Linked DNA regions of Mus musculus: all the other regions are linked to region 3. Evidence: chromatin contacts called from public Hi-C data. All regions are on one chromosome and are shown on one strand. Each heading gives the region's core, a stretch centred on a gene start, on an enhancer-like site or on the middle of the called end of the contact. The rest is flanking DNA. Distances are from core to core; before and after follow the strand shown.

What was found. A called contact is a pair of places that touch in the nucleus more often than the background predicts.
Region 1: a Hi-C map of muscle stem cells shows a contact between it and region 3, with 5 times the contacts expected there. The contact joins two enhancer-like sites. A contact is called at or near these places in 1 of 39 promoter capture datasets (hippocampal neurons), 45 of 484 Hi-C or Micro-C datasets (adipose-derived mesenchymal stem cells, cardiomyocytes, cerebellar granule neurons and 24 more), 6 of 115 datasets of contacts at active chromatin or transcription factors (astrocytes, differentiating embryonic stem cells, embryonic basal ganglia and 3 more) and 2 of 9 other capture datasets (embryonic tail and embryonic trunk).
Region 2: a Hi-C map of stem cell-derived neural stem cells shows a contact between it and region 3, with 3 times the contacts expected there. The contact joins two enhancer-like sites. A contact is called at or near these places in 5 of 484 Hi-C or Micro-C datasets (cranial neural crest, myocytes, neural progenitor cells and 2 more) and 2 of 9 other capture datasets (embryonic tail and embryonic trunk).

What each region holds. Positions count from the first base shown.
Region 1 is chr7:136,478,785-136,482,692 of GRCm38.p6, forward strand. No RefSeq gene overlaps it. Among named protein-coding and RNA genes, the nearest start is that of Gm29931, 15 kb to the right of the region's middle. Within about 2 kb of position 2,092, at least 17 of the 459 cell types and tissues checked have an H3K27ac peak or open chromatin away from gene starts, as enhancers often do. A contact at or near this core is called in muscle stem cells and proximal limb bud, where this site is marked.
Region 2 is chr7:136,394,705-136,398,667 of GRCm38.p6, forward strand. No RefSeq gene overlaps it. Among named protein-coding and RNA genes, the nearest start is that of Gm29872, 6.3 kb to the left of the region's middle. Within about 2 kb of position 1,372, at least 16 of the 459 cell types and tissues checked have an H3K27ac peak or open chromatin away from gene starts, as enhancers often do. A contact at or near this core is called in stem cell-derived neural stem cells, where this site is marked.
Region 3 is chr7:135,835,455-135,839,395 of GRCm38.p6, forward strand. No RefSeq gene overlaps it. Among named protein-coding and RNA genes, the nearest start is that of 6330420H09Rik, 17 kb to the right of the region's middle. Within about 2 kb of position 1,802, at least 23 of the 459 cell types and tissues checked have an H3K27ac peak or open chromatin away from gene starts, as enhancers often do. A contact at or near this core is called in muscle stem cells, proximal limb bud and stem cell-derived neural stem cells, where this site is marked.

The DNA of each region.
Region 1 (3,908 bases), core at 842-3,341, 640 kb after region 3:
TCCCTGCATTCAGAAATGCCCTTTTCAAAATCTATCCCAAAGAAATCATGGTACGGAGGTGCAAACTTAAAAAAAAAAAAAGTCACGTGAACTCTAAAAATGTAAAACTGGGTTTAATAAATGCTTTTAAATTCATTTGTAAGATCATCTGACATTTGTAAAGGCTGGTCACAAAGTTTATTAATGCAAAATAAGGAACAGTTTATGGCCAAAGCCTGAGTAGGGAAAGGGGACATATAAAACCACACATACCAATTGTAATCAATGTATTAAAAATACAAGTGAAACGAGTTTCAAATCCACAATGTTGTCACAAAGGGACAAGGCTGTGGTTACAGTTTTCAACCCATCTCTGCTTCAGAAAAGTCCTAGAAAAGGAGTGTGGGAGTCACATGTGCGTTTTAAAGTCATTTGCTTACCAACAGGAAAGGCAGAAACAGTTCAGCCTGGCCAGCATGGCTGGGCTGTCAACCAACCCTCTTGGCTTCTCATCTACAGAACAAGTCACAGACAAATAACATTAAAAAAAAAAAAAAGCCTATTTCCATTTAACTCTCTCCAGTTACCAATGAGGAAACTAAGTCACAAGGTTAAATCAGGGGGACTCTCTAAGTCATCACAGGGCCTCTAAGGCTCACCTAGCCTCATAAGGAAAAGAAACAAGCTCTATGATCTGCTCTGGGTCCTCACACATTAATCCTGTCATTAGACATCAGTAAGGGACACTCTTGAAGTGCCAAGCACTGCTGTCACCCAGACATCTGTATTCTGGATTTGTAAACCTTCTGAAGAGCTAGTTTCTCAGCACATTGACACAGCTGTTGGTAGAAGACAGAGGGACAAGCTTTGCTCCCAGGGGCACCCAGACTGTGAGGACGATACCAAGAACAAATACCTCCCTCTCCCACGGCTCCCTGTCCACCTGGTCCACCAGAAGATGATCTCATCTGAACTTCCCAGTGTGGCCTTGGGCCGTGTCCTCCTGTCTCTGCAGACCTAGCTGTCATCTTCTAGAACACAGGCCCAGAACTGAGAAGTGTTGCTGTTGTTTATGAAGGCTGTGTCCACAGAAACTTCACCAGGAACCTTAATGAATGTCTGCGCATGAAAGCATCAGAAAGGGACAAAGAGAGAAGGGTCCAGGAGGTGGCAGCAGCAGACCCCACGTGAGACTGCCCCTGCCCCTCCCCAGGGCTTTGTTCTGGGTTTTTAACCTTTAGGAAAAGCACCCCTGAAAATCTTACACTTAGAACTTGGGCTGTGTTTTATTTCTCTCACTGAGTTCGTGTGCTGTATCACATTACACGTTCTATCAAATTTCACAGTGCTAACGAAAAATGGTTTTGGACATCTGGGCGTTATGCAGTAAAGTGTATGGGTCACAGGCGAGTTATACCCTGGGGCAGGGGAGGAGTCATCTTCCTCCTCCCTCCCCCCTGTTCTTCTAGGATAGTGGCACTGAGGCTGCTAGGCTTAACAAAGCTTCATAGAGGATAAATCTACACTCCAACCTGAGGACCTTGGGTCCCTATCTTCACACTGCATCTGGGAAGGCTTACACAGGCCACGGTACTTTAATAAAGGGAATGTCTTACTATCTCCAACTATGGGACCTTTAAATATAGATGTGCATGCCTGCATGTGTGCATGAGTGCGTGTGTGAGAGATGTCATATAGGTTTTCATTTAGATTTCACTAGTTACTGGACGGCATAATTAATAATTGTTTCTTAGGGTTTTTCATGCCACATCTAGTTAGAAAGGAAGGTGTTTTCCACATTGACTTTCAGGGGTAAAAAACTTGCCTCCCTGATTCCCTATTCTCAGTCAAATTCCCACAGACGACCTCTGCAAGGCTCACTTCCCTGGTTCCCCCCTCGTTAGAGTCCCGTTTCTCACCCACGGTGGCTGTCAGGACCCTAGGCTGCTACCTCTGAATAGACCCAGCTGGGTGAATTAATGTCTGTCCAGTAACTCGAACCAGCAGTGACTTCATCTCAAAACTTTCCAAGTAGCACAGGTCAGAGCGTGAGTGTGGCCGAAAGTAATGGTGTTCCCAGAAAAGTGAGAAGGTGGTGGCCGAGCGTCAGCCAAAAACTATGACTGGGCTGAGAGCCGAGGAGCACAGTTGATAAAGTAAAATTCCAGCAGATCCCACGGAAAGGCAAAGCTTCCTGCTACAATGCTGTGTTTGTCCTTCGAAGGCTAAGTGCACTAACAAACCCACAGCACCGAGCCAAGGTGCCACTATACTGGGAGGCTTACTGAAGCCTAGACAGGGAAACAAAGTATGGGGGCAAACATGTATAGAAAGATACTTTCTAAAATGAGCTAAACGATTAGCATTTTAAATACTGGCATGGTACTTAGTAGATACAATCTGTATTAAAGTTAGCAGAGTAACTGATAATCTCATCTACTACTAACAGAAAATAGGGAGGGTCGCCCAAAGATTAACTCATGTCTGGTGACATGGCTTTAAGGCAATGACCCATACACTGAAAAGGGAATTTCAAAGTGAGTGTGAAAGCAGCTTCCCTATGGCTACTGGTGATGGTCAGGGATGGCTGTGAGGGTCAGCCAGAGCGTGGGAAGTTATGCACCCACCACCTCTGGAAGGGCTGCGCTAGGCGCTCAGGGGCTTCAACTGTTGGCTTGCTTTGGTTTTCTGTTTCCTGATGAAAGTTGACATTTCTCATGCACATTTCCTATTCCGGGTTCATGAAAGGAATCAACTTCCAACACCCAAGGAGTCAGGAAATCTAAGAAGGTGCAATGAGAGCGTTGGCTTCCCTCTCCTCCCTTTTCTGAGGGCAGGAACCCATGGAGGCTATGCTAAGCCCAGGGCCCAGAAGGTATTTTATAAGGATACCCGCTCACTGTGGCCTGCAGCTGTCTCTGGGGCACACCCTATGGCTCCAGGGGAATCAAAGCTGCTCAGACCCCTCGCTTCCTCCTGCCTGGCTTCTTGTTCCAGCAAAGAGACTGGAATTCTTTCATTCTTTTCTCCCATGCTCCCTGTCATTGACCACTAGATAAAACATGGGGTAAACTCTCCCCATGAGACAGGAAGAAACAGACGAGCTAGAGAGAGCCCACTAGAGTTTCTACTGGAAAATTTTTTGAAATGCCTCACCTGTTCGTGGGTTGGTTCTTAAAGGATAAGGCAAAAAAAAGTCCAGTGTTGCTGGTCATATTTTAAAATTGAAAACATAACCTTTTTACATATATTAAAAATAGATAAAAAGGTAGTTTTTCAAGAAAGTTATGAATTGACTGTGTAAGAAAACTAAGATTCCTTGGCTCCTAAGGCACGGCAGAGCTGAGACTTGCATTGGGTACAGGACTTGGAGGGACACATATTCTAGGGCTGTAATGTATGTCAATAAACAACGGAGTACCCAAGCATGGCCAAGTTGACGCCTTACCCTCCAGTATGGCTGCTCTTAGGAAGGGTTCCTGGGTAGCAGTAGACAATGGCATTGTTACAGGATACTTCCCCAGGGACATTCATTCTAGACCAAACATACATTCTGGACACTTCTAGATAGATTGGCCCTCGTCTCAGCCCACAGTCACAGAACCAGGCTAATTAGCACAGTGCTGCTCCTAATGCAAGTCCACTTTAGCACAAATAATTCAATCAGTCTTCCAGTGCTGGAGGAAAAGGGCACTACTGCTGCTCTGCCTGTCCAGCAGGAGATGGGGACGGGGCAAAGGCCCTCAAGACAGCAACAGGCATATACTGCATACTTCCCTTTTCCAGTGCCTCAAGGGACTTGAGGAACAAGACAGGGCATCCTCAGGGAAGGCTTGCCCCAAAATCCTAAGGTTGGGAACTATCAGGATATACAGAAACCATAGACAGGCAATGTCTGTTGGTAGATGCATAGCCCTAGCAAAACTGAC
Region 2 (3,963 bases), core at 122-2,621, 560 kb after region 3:
CATGAGCAAAGGGGGGGGGGCTTTCCAGTCTTTGTAATGAACTTGAAAGAGGGCTGGCAGCCTTGCCAGCCTGCCTGCCTTCCTTCCTTCCTTCCTTCCTTCCTTCCTTCCTTCCTTCCTTCCTTCCTTTCTTTCTTCCTTTCTTCCTTCCATCTATCTATCTGTTTAGCTTCCTGCCTTCTTTTCTGCCCGACTGCCTCTTTGCCTGTCTTCCTGCCTCGCTGCCTCCCTGCCTTCCAAACAGTAAGGAAGCAGAAGTTTGCCAAAGACCAATGACAGCCACAGAAGCAGTACATATGTCCAGACTCCATCCCAAGCCTTTGATGCTGCCCAGTGTTGGTCTCTGGATGAATACTCATTCCGTCTGAGAAAAACAAAAAAAGAAAATAACAAAACAAAGCCAAAACAAACCACCAATCCAGCTCCTAGGTACCATGCATTATTGCTGAGAAAAGACTACAGACTTGAACTCGAAGCATCAGCATGCTGTTTACAAACTAGGGACTGAAGCTCTGAGGAGGCAAGCATGCCTGTCAGAACTTTAAGGTAGGCTTAGCAAGAGATCAAGAGAAAATATTCAAACTGTCCTACAGCCCACAGCCTGCAGCACAGAGCAGAGGGTAGGTAGCTCCTTTCCTGGAGAGAATGGGCAACTTTGACTGCCATGCCTCTAGAAGGGAAAGAGGGAAGAGAGTGGGATAGAGACAACCTGCCTAGGCTCAGTGTGGGTGGCCTCTGTGTCTCCTCTCTTCCAGAAAGTATACCACAAATGTCAGAGGACAACTTTCCGTATGTGAAAAACTTTTCTTTGAACAGTTTTTTTTTAAGCCTAGTTTCAGTGAAGGTTTGAAGGGATGACGAAGGCAAAGCAGGGAAGGATGGCAGGTTTAAATGAAGGCAAAACGTCCCACTGCCAGCCACATACTTATTTCAGCATATTTTCCTTGAATTTAAAGTGAACTTATACTATGGCCATACCCAACTAGGCAGTGAATGTCTATGGCTATTTGGAATTTGTTTCTGATATTTCAGCTTCTAAGTAGTTTGTCCATATTTAGGAACAAAACATTTGCATTTTAAAATTGATTTACAAATATAGACTCCTCCAAACTGGTTTAGAATTCCGACTCCTCCACTGGATCCAGATTAAAATAGAGACATCTGCCAGGAGCAATCAATTGAGATGGGTTTAAGGCTTGGCTTTGTTTTTGTTTCTGTTTCAAAGTACAGTGCAAACTGATCTTGGGCAAGATTCCCAGGCACAGCAATTGGGGTGAAAACACTGAATGCCCACCGAAGCCAGGTCCCAGCCTGCTGTCTGGATCTTGCCATGACCTCTCCATCTTCTACAATAGCTGCAGAGTCAGAGTCTGGTTCTATGCCCTGGCAGGCCTCCCTCAGCACTTAGGGCCCACGGAGGCTTCTATCCTGCCACCAGAGGCATTACCAAGCTGCCATGGGGACATCCAGTGGTCAGTCCTGTCATCTATGAAACCATTTCCAGCCCTATGATGGCTACCCTTGTCCACTTGCCTATGTCTGGCATTAACTAAAACCTAGGCAGCTGTATTGGGGTATTTTGTTCTTAATTAAATCATTTGAAGTGGGCAGAACCACTTTTAATCTGAACCTTTTGAGGTGGGAAGATCCACAACCTTCCATCTGGACCACTCCCTCTGCCGCAGCCTAAATAACGAACATGGAAGAAGAAAGCTTGATCTCTTTGCCTGCTTGTTCTCACTCTCACTAGCAATTCCGTTCCTTCACTGCACTAGAGCTTACTTCTTTGGAATTTAGGCACATACTGAAGACCAGCCGAGCCATCCAGCCACATGGGCTGAACAACTACTGGATTCTTGGAACTCCCATTGGTAGGCAGCCATTTTTGGACTAGCTGGACCACAGCCTGTAAGCCATTCTATTAACCTTCCTTTATACATATGTGTGTATACATACATACATACACACACATTCATGCATACAAACATATATACATACATACATGTATACATACATATATACATACACATACATGCATACAAACATATATATACACACATACATGCATAATGCATGCATATACACAGATACATGCATACATACATACATGTACACATAGGTCCATTCTATAAGTGCTGTCTCTGTAAAAAAAAAAAATCCTAATTAACACAATACCTCATCAGGCTGCTAACAGGATGAAAAAGTCTTATCTGGAGGCCAGACGTGTTTAATAGGGAGCTCTCAATAAGTCATCACGGTGAAAGTTGACCTTCCTGCTATTAATGTGGGTTGAGAATATTTCTGTGGACTTTGGCAGCAACTCAACCTCCTGCATTGAGATGGTGCAGTAGGAGAACTAAGTGGTAAGAAATCACCTTCAATAAAATGGAGCAAGCGGAGATGGGGCTAGGGGCAGCAGAAACCCATTTGTCTCTCCTCTTCCCAAGTAGTGTTCATCTCTCAAGCATTCTAAGTGGTTGGGCTATTATTACCAAGCAGGGAGAGGTAGAAGGGCCCTGGTCAATGAATGGCCATGTGACATGTCTGAAATGCTTTGAACATAGACTTTGGCCACTGTTGAGGTTAGAAGTAGCTGGGTGATACAGTGTTTTTGTCCTTGGGGAAAAGACGCCAGCCGGCTCCAGTTCCACCAATAGGAGTCTGAGTCCTCTAGTGGGCAGGCAACTTCCTACCAATGGTGGGTGGTTCTTCATGGGAAAGCTCTCCCAGTGCATTTTCCACACCAGGGACACCTAAGCCTCGGAAGTCTCAGAAACGTCAGGGGCTTCTCCTAGATGACACTCTAGATGCTCCTCATGGCTAACTCAGTGGTCTCTCTGGTTATGATGGCTCCTTCATGACCCCAAGCTGTGTCACAGAGGTGTCTGTCCATTCCCATGGCCCATCCATTCTGCCATGGCTCTTTTCCAGTGAGGTTACTCTAAGAAGCTGCTGCAGGCCTCCTGCTGCTCTGGGCCCTGCTTTTCCCACCCTGGAGTCTAACCATATTGAAAAAGCATTTTCTAAATGCATAATGGTTTAGACATAGTATGTCTTAGGCTCAAGCTGTAAAGTCTGCACAGATGGGGGTCTGGCCTGCCCCTCAACTCTGGCCCAGTTTCCTCAAGGAACTGATGAAGGCAAACACTGGATTTTGTATTTTGACAGCTGCCTGCACTTTCTCACATGGCTCTCACTGCCTGGGAGGCATGTGAGGCAGGCTATCCCCATTTCTCAGATAAGGAAGCAGAGGTTGAAGAAACATAAATGATTCGTGCTTGAGGGGATTCATCAGTAAGAATTAGTTCTGAGAGCCTCTGAGCTCCAACACAGCTCGTCCCACCCACAATGTCCACACAAGAGGTCATTCCACCAATCTTTGGTAACAGTCATGTTGTCATCCACCTCTCTCTTTCTTCCAGCAGGCGACCTGCCACCTCTGACCTTTCACAACTTCCAGAATCAGCATGCACATTTTCACACTCTCTTCAGTAAGTGTTGCTAAATGCTACCTCCTAATCAATGCTCACGTGTGTTTCTCTGTGCATGTGGTGTGAGTATGTAATGTGTATTTGTGTATCTGCATGTTTGTGAGCCTCTGTGCATCTTTGTGGATGAGCATGTCTGTGGTATATATGCTTGCATGTGTTTGACATGTGTGTGTATGTATGTATGTATGCATGTGCATGTGTGTGTATATGTATGCATGTGTGTGCATATATGTGTGTATATATGTGTGTGTGCATGTATGTATATATGTATGTATGTATAGGATTGTGCTGAGATGTCAGGAGCAATGGGAGTGAACATGGACAGAGGCCATCAACATCTTCAAGGAGGCCCAAAAGTGCCCGGGAAAGGAAACTTGTTATGTACCAGTCAAGTCTGTGTAATGTTTTAGAGACTAAGTCATGGCTGAACATCAGGCGACCCTAGAGGGTCTTCATAGTTTGAACTTTATCT
Region 3 (3,941 bases), core at 552-3,051:
GTGGACCCCCACCATAGACCATGGCTCATGGCACCTTTGCCCCCTCTTCCTGCCTCTGTCTCCCCATTGCCAGCAGCACTTCTTTTAGTGGTCAATTGAAATTTTATGGCTACGTTATTTAAAAAACACCATAGAAGAGCTGAATGAGGGAAGGATGATGGAAAGGCTGCTTGTCTTTTACCATAATTACTCTTGATAGCAATTTGAACTAATTTGCATTAAAACACCCATTTAGCCAAGCTGCTGAAGATGGGGACTTAGTGTGTGTAGTTTGTAAGACCTCAAGACGCCTCCCGATCTGTGTTGAGTTTAAACTACAGAGCCCTGCAAGACACTGCTCCATACCTTTTTCTGCCAGGCCAAAGCTTGCCCTCAGTAACCCTAGTGGCATGCTGGGTTGCATGGCAAAGGGCACACCTTCCTCATAGCTGCACTGTGCAAGCCTGGAGAGTCAGAGACAGAGAGGGTGGCTTAAAGACCCAGGTTCCTTCCCTTCTTGGGGTGATCTTCATGTCCCTTCTCTTCACTCCCCTGAGGCTGTTTATCTTCAAAGCACAAAAGATACCAACAAAACACTTGCAGCTTTGCCCTCTCTAGATCTTCTATTCATATGTGTGTGTGTAAGTGTGTACTTCTCTTACACAGTGATGGGCTTTGAGGTGTGACACTGCCACACAACTCCTTGGCTAGTAGCTATGCCCTGTCACTTAGGCCAGGCTGTGCGAGTTGGGAAGGGCTGGCTCTGTGTTTATGAAGATGGTACAGCTGTCTCCCTGTCTGTCTGTGTTTTCTGTGTGTATGTCTGCATTTGGTTTCTCAATGCTGCCCCTGGATTTTATTTCAGAAAGAGAAAACAGAAGAAGATTTAAGCCTGATGAAGTACTGAGGACCATTTGGACCCTCTGCTGTCTTCTTTACTTTGTTCTTTGCTGCAAATATCTTCTGTTTCTGCCCCCACCCCCACCCCCGCCATATTTGAAGATGTTTGAATCTAAAAATCAAGAGGAAATGAGTTAAAACTCAAAGCAGGCATTTCTGCGAGTCTGGCAGTGAAGTCAGGGGGAAGGATATCCAGTGGGTGGAAGACCTAACTTTGAATTCTGTAAACACTGCCCCCACCCTAGTCTCTCCCTATGAAGAACCTGATACCCATGGGGACAGTACACTTAGGGACAGTGGCTTTTTCCTTTATTTGTGTCAGTTTCCCAAATGTGCACATCCTCTGAATCCATAGAACATGCACACGTGCTCCTGAACAGACAGAATAATTTCTGAAATTAGATGCTACAGCTGCAATTAGCCAAAGGCAAGTACAGTAGCTCCCCCCTCTCTTCTTGTCTTCTACAGTCCTTCCCATCTCTCTTCCCTCGCCCCCTTCTTCTCCTCTCACGCCTTTGCCCTTTCGCCTTTTTTACATCTCTCTCTTCCTTTCTCATAAATAAGTACCTTTTGGATTTTTAGGCCCTGCCTCTCACAGTCCCCTCCTGCCCACCTACCTGCAGGCTGCACAGAACACAGCATCAAAGGGTCAGGACCACCAACAAGGTGTCACGGAGAAGGTGACTCAGGATGCAGGGCAGGTGCCAGACTGCTCAAATAAGCATCACCCCCCCAACAGGTTCTCGGGACTGAGACCCTTCTGGTAGCTGGGGATCCTACAGAGGTCAAGAAGCCCCGGGTTAGAGGAAGAAAAGGGGAGAAAGGCAGCGGGCAGATAGCTCCTGCTGCATCCCACTGGGAACCGGGTGCGTTGACAACTCTCAAGCACAAGATGGCACCCTTAAGCTTTCAAAGGAGTCAGGCTCCTCAGGAAACATGACACTACCCTGGCCAGCTGCCTCCTTCTAGGGAGACTGGAGAGGTCCCTTTCCAGTACCCACCAGGCCAGGGGTCTGCTTCACTCTTCTTAAGGCTATGCAGCTGCACAGAGGCCCACCAAGCAGAACCCCTCCTGCCAACCCAGGTAGTTTCTCGTGTGGGCTTTGCAAGTCTGTTATGGCTGGACTCCCAGGCTTTGTTTCCCAAGTTGGAATAAAGGAACTGCACCGGGAAGGGGGCTTTGAGAAACAGAATACCATGCTGGCAGAGGCCCCTGTTGTCCAGGACATGCCACCAGGCTGATGGATGGCTCTATCATTATTTACCAAATTGTGGCCCAGAGCCACACTGGCAAAGGCTTATCAAGGTGGGGGTCTCTGGGCATGTAGAAAGTCCCCTGGGTCTTCTCCCACCGGGCTGACACCCTGAGCACACAAGAGCTCTTCTGTGGGAGAGAAGCTGTTTTTCTGGATCCCATGTTTCCCTTGACTGTGATTAGCTACCTGTCTGCCTGTGAGTCCCAGAGGACAGGGACCTGCCAGGGCCAGATGCCCATCATTGATGGGCAAGCGCTGGCTTACTGCACAGGCAAGGGAGTCAGATTGGCCCTGGAGATCAGCTCTGGGACTTGGGAAGTGGAAAGAAAGGGTTGAAAGTGTTCTGTAGGAGCCAGGCCAGGAAGTGTGGTGGGAGTAGATGTGAACGTGTGCTGTGAAGATGAAGTGGCTTGGGCAGGTGCTCATGCCGGCCAACTGAAGACAGTAACAGACCCAATGCTGCCTCTGTGAGAGGACCGCAGGGATGGACTTATGCCTCCCATGGAGGGGAGCACTCTCACAGAACACTAGAACCCATAGGTCACAGCAGGGTTGAAGCCTTTTTGTTTGTTTCTCTGTGCACACACAGATATGAGCATGTTAACCCATGTGTGTATATATTGTGTGTATATATATATCCGAAAAGCATCACCAGCAGCTCTCTATCGGGGAACAATGTGGATTTAGAACTCCATAGAGCTGGGTTCTCATTTGGTTGTACCACTTCTATGCAGGTGACTCTTAATGGTCACTTGGCCTCTGTGACCTTATTGGTCAATGGGATGAAAGTGGCCCCTCCATTTACAGTAGACCAGAAAGCTGTTAGGTGGGACTTTGCAATTGCTGGGTATCCCTGTGAACCTTGTTGTTTTCCAGCTCATACCTCCTGGTCACCTTGTCACCCTGATATGGAATCCCATCTCCAGTCTCCTCCCATCAGCAGCTGTTTTAGAGAATATCGGTATGCATTGCTGGACTCCAAACCCACGTGGGCCACCTTATATGCTCTGTCCATGAGTGCAGGAGTCGGAGATGTGATGGAGGGCAGGATTGCTGCTCTTTCTTCTGTGCCTGTGGGGAACCCCGACTCACTTTCCAGCCCTTGCTTTACCTTTTCCATTTCTTGTGTGCTGCATACCTGTGTGGGCAGGTTTTTCGTGTGTGGGGGCATACCTGTGTAGCTGCACACATATGCACATATATGTGGAAGTAAGGCTGGTGTTGGGAGCCATCCTCTATTGATCTTCTACCTTAATCACTGAAGCAGGGTCTCTCAAACCTAGAGCCCGTTAAGATGGCTCGTTTTAGCCAGCTTAGTCTGGGGAATCTACGGTCCCTACCTTTTGAGGCAAGAATTACAGGAGGCACACCACACTCATCCAGCATTTACGTGTGTCTGGACACCCAAATGTTGGTCCTTACACTTGCCGAGCAAGTGCTTAGTCACAGAGTCCTCCCTCCTGCATCAGTTGTTCTTGAAGTAAGGTTCACCTACATATGGCTTCTGACTTGAGCAATTGTCACTTAGTCAAAGACTTGCTTGAGGGTCTAGATACATCTATAGAAGAATGCTCTGTCAGAGGGTGAACCCATGAGAACCCAAGGGCATGGCTAATAATCCAGTAGTAATTGGCCTGGACAGTAACACGGAAGCTGCTGAAGGTGTTGACCATCCCCTCCACATACACCCTCCTGGGTACTCAGGGTAAGAACAAAGCTTGTCTTTAGGTTGGGAATAAAATCCAAGGAATTAAAAATCTGTGCATATTAACCCAAAGAAAATACACTTACCTTCCAATATACGAT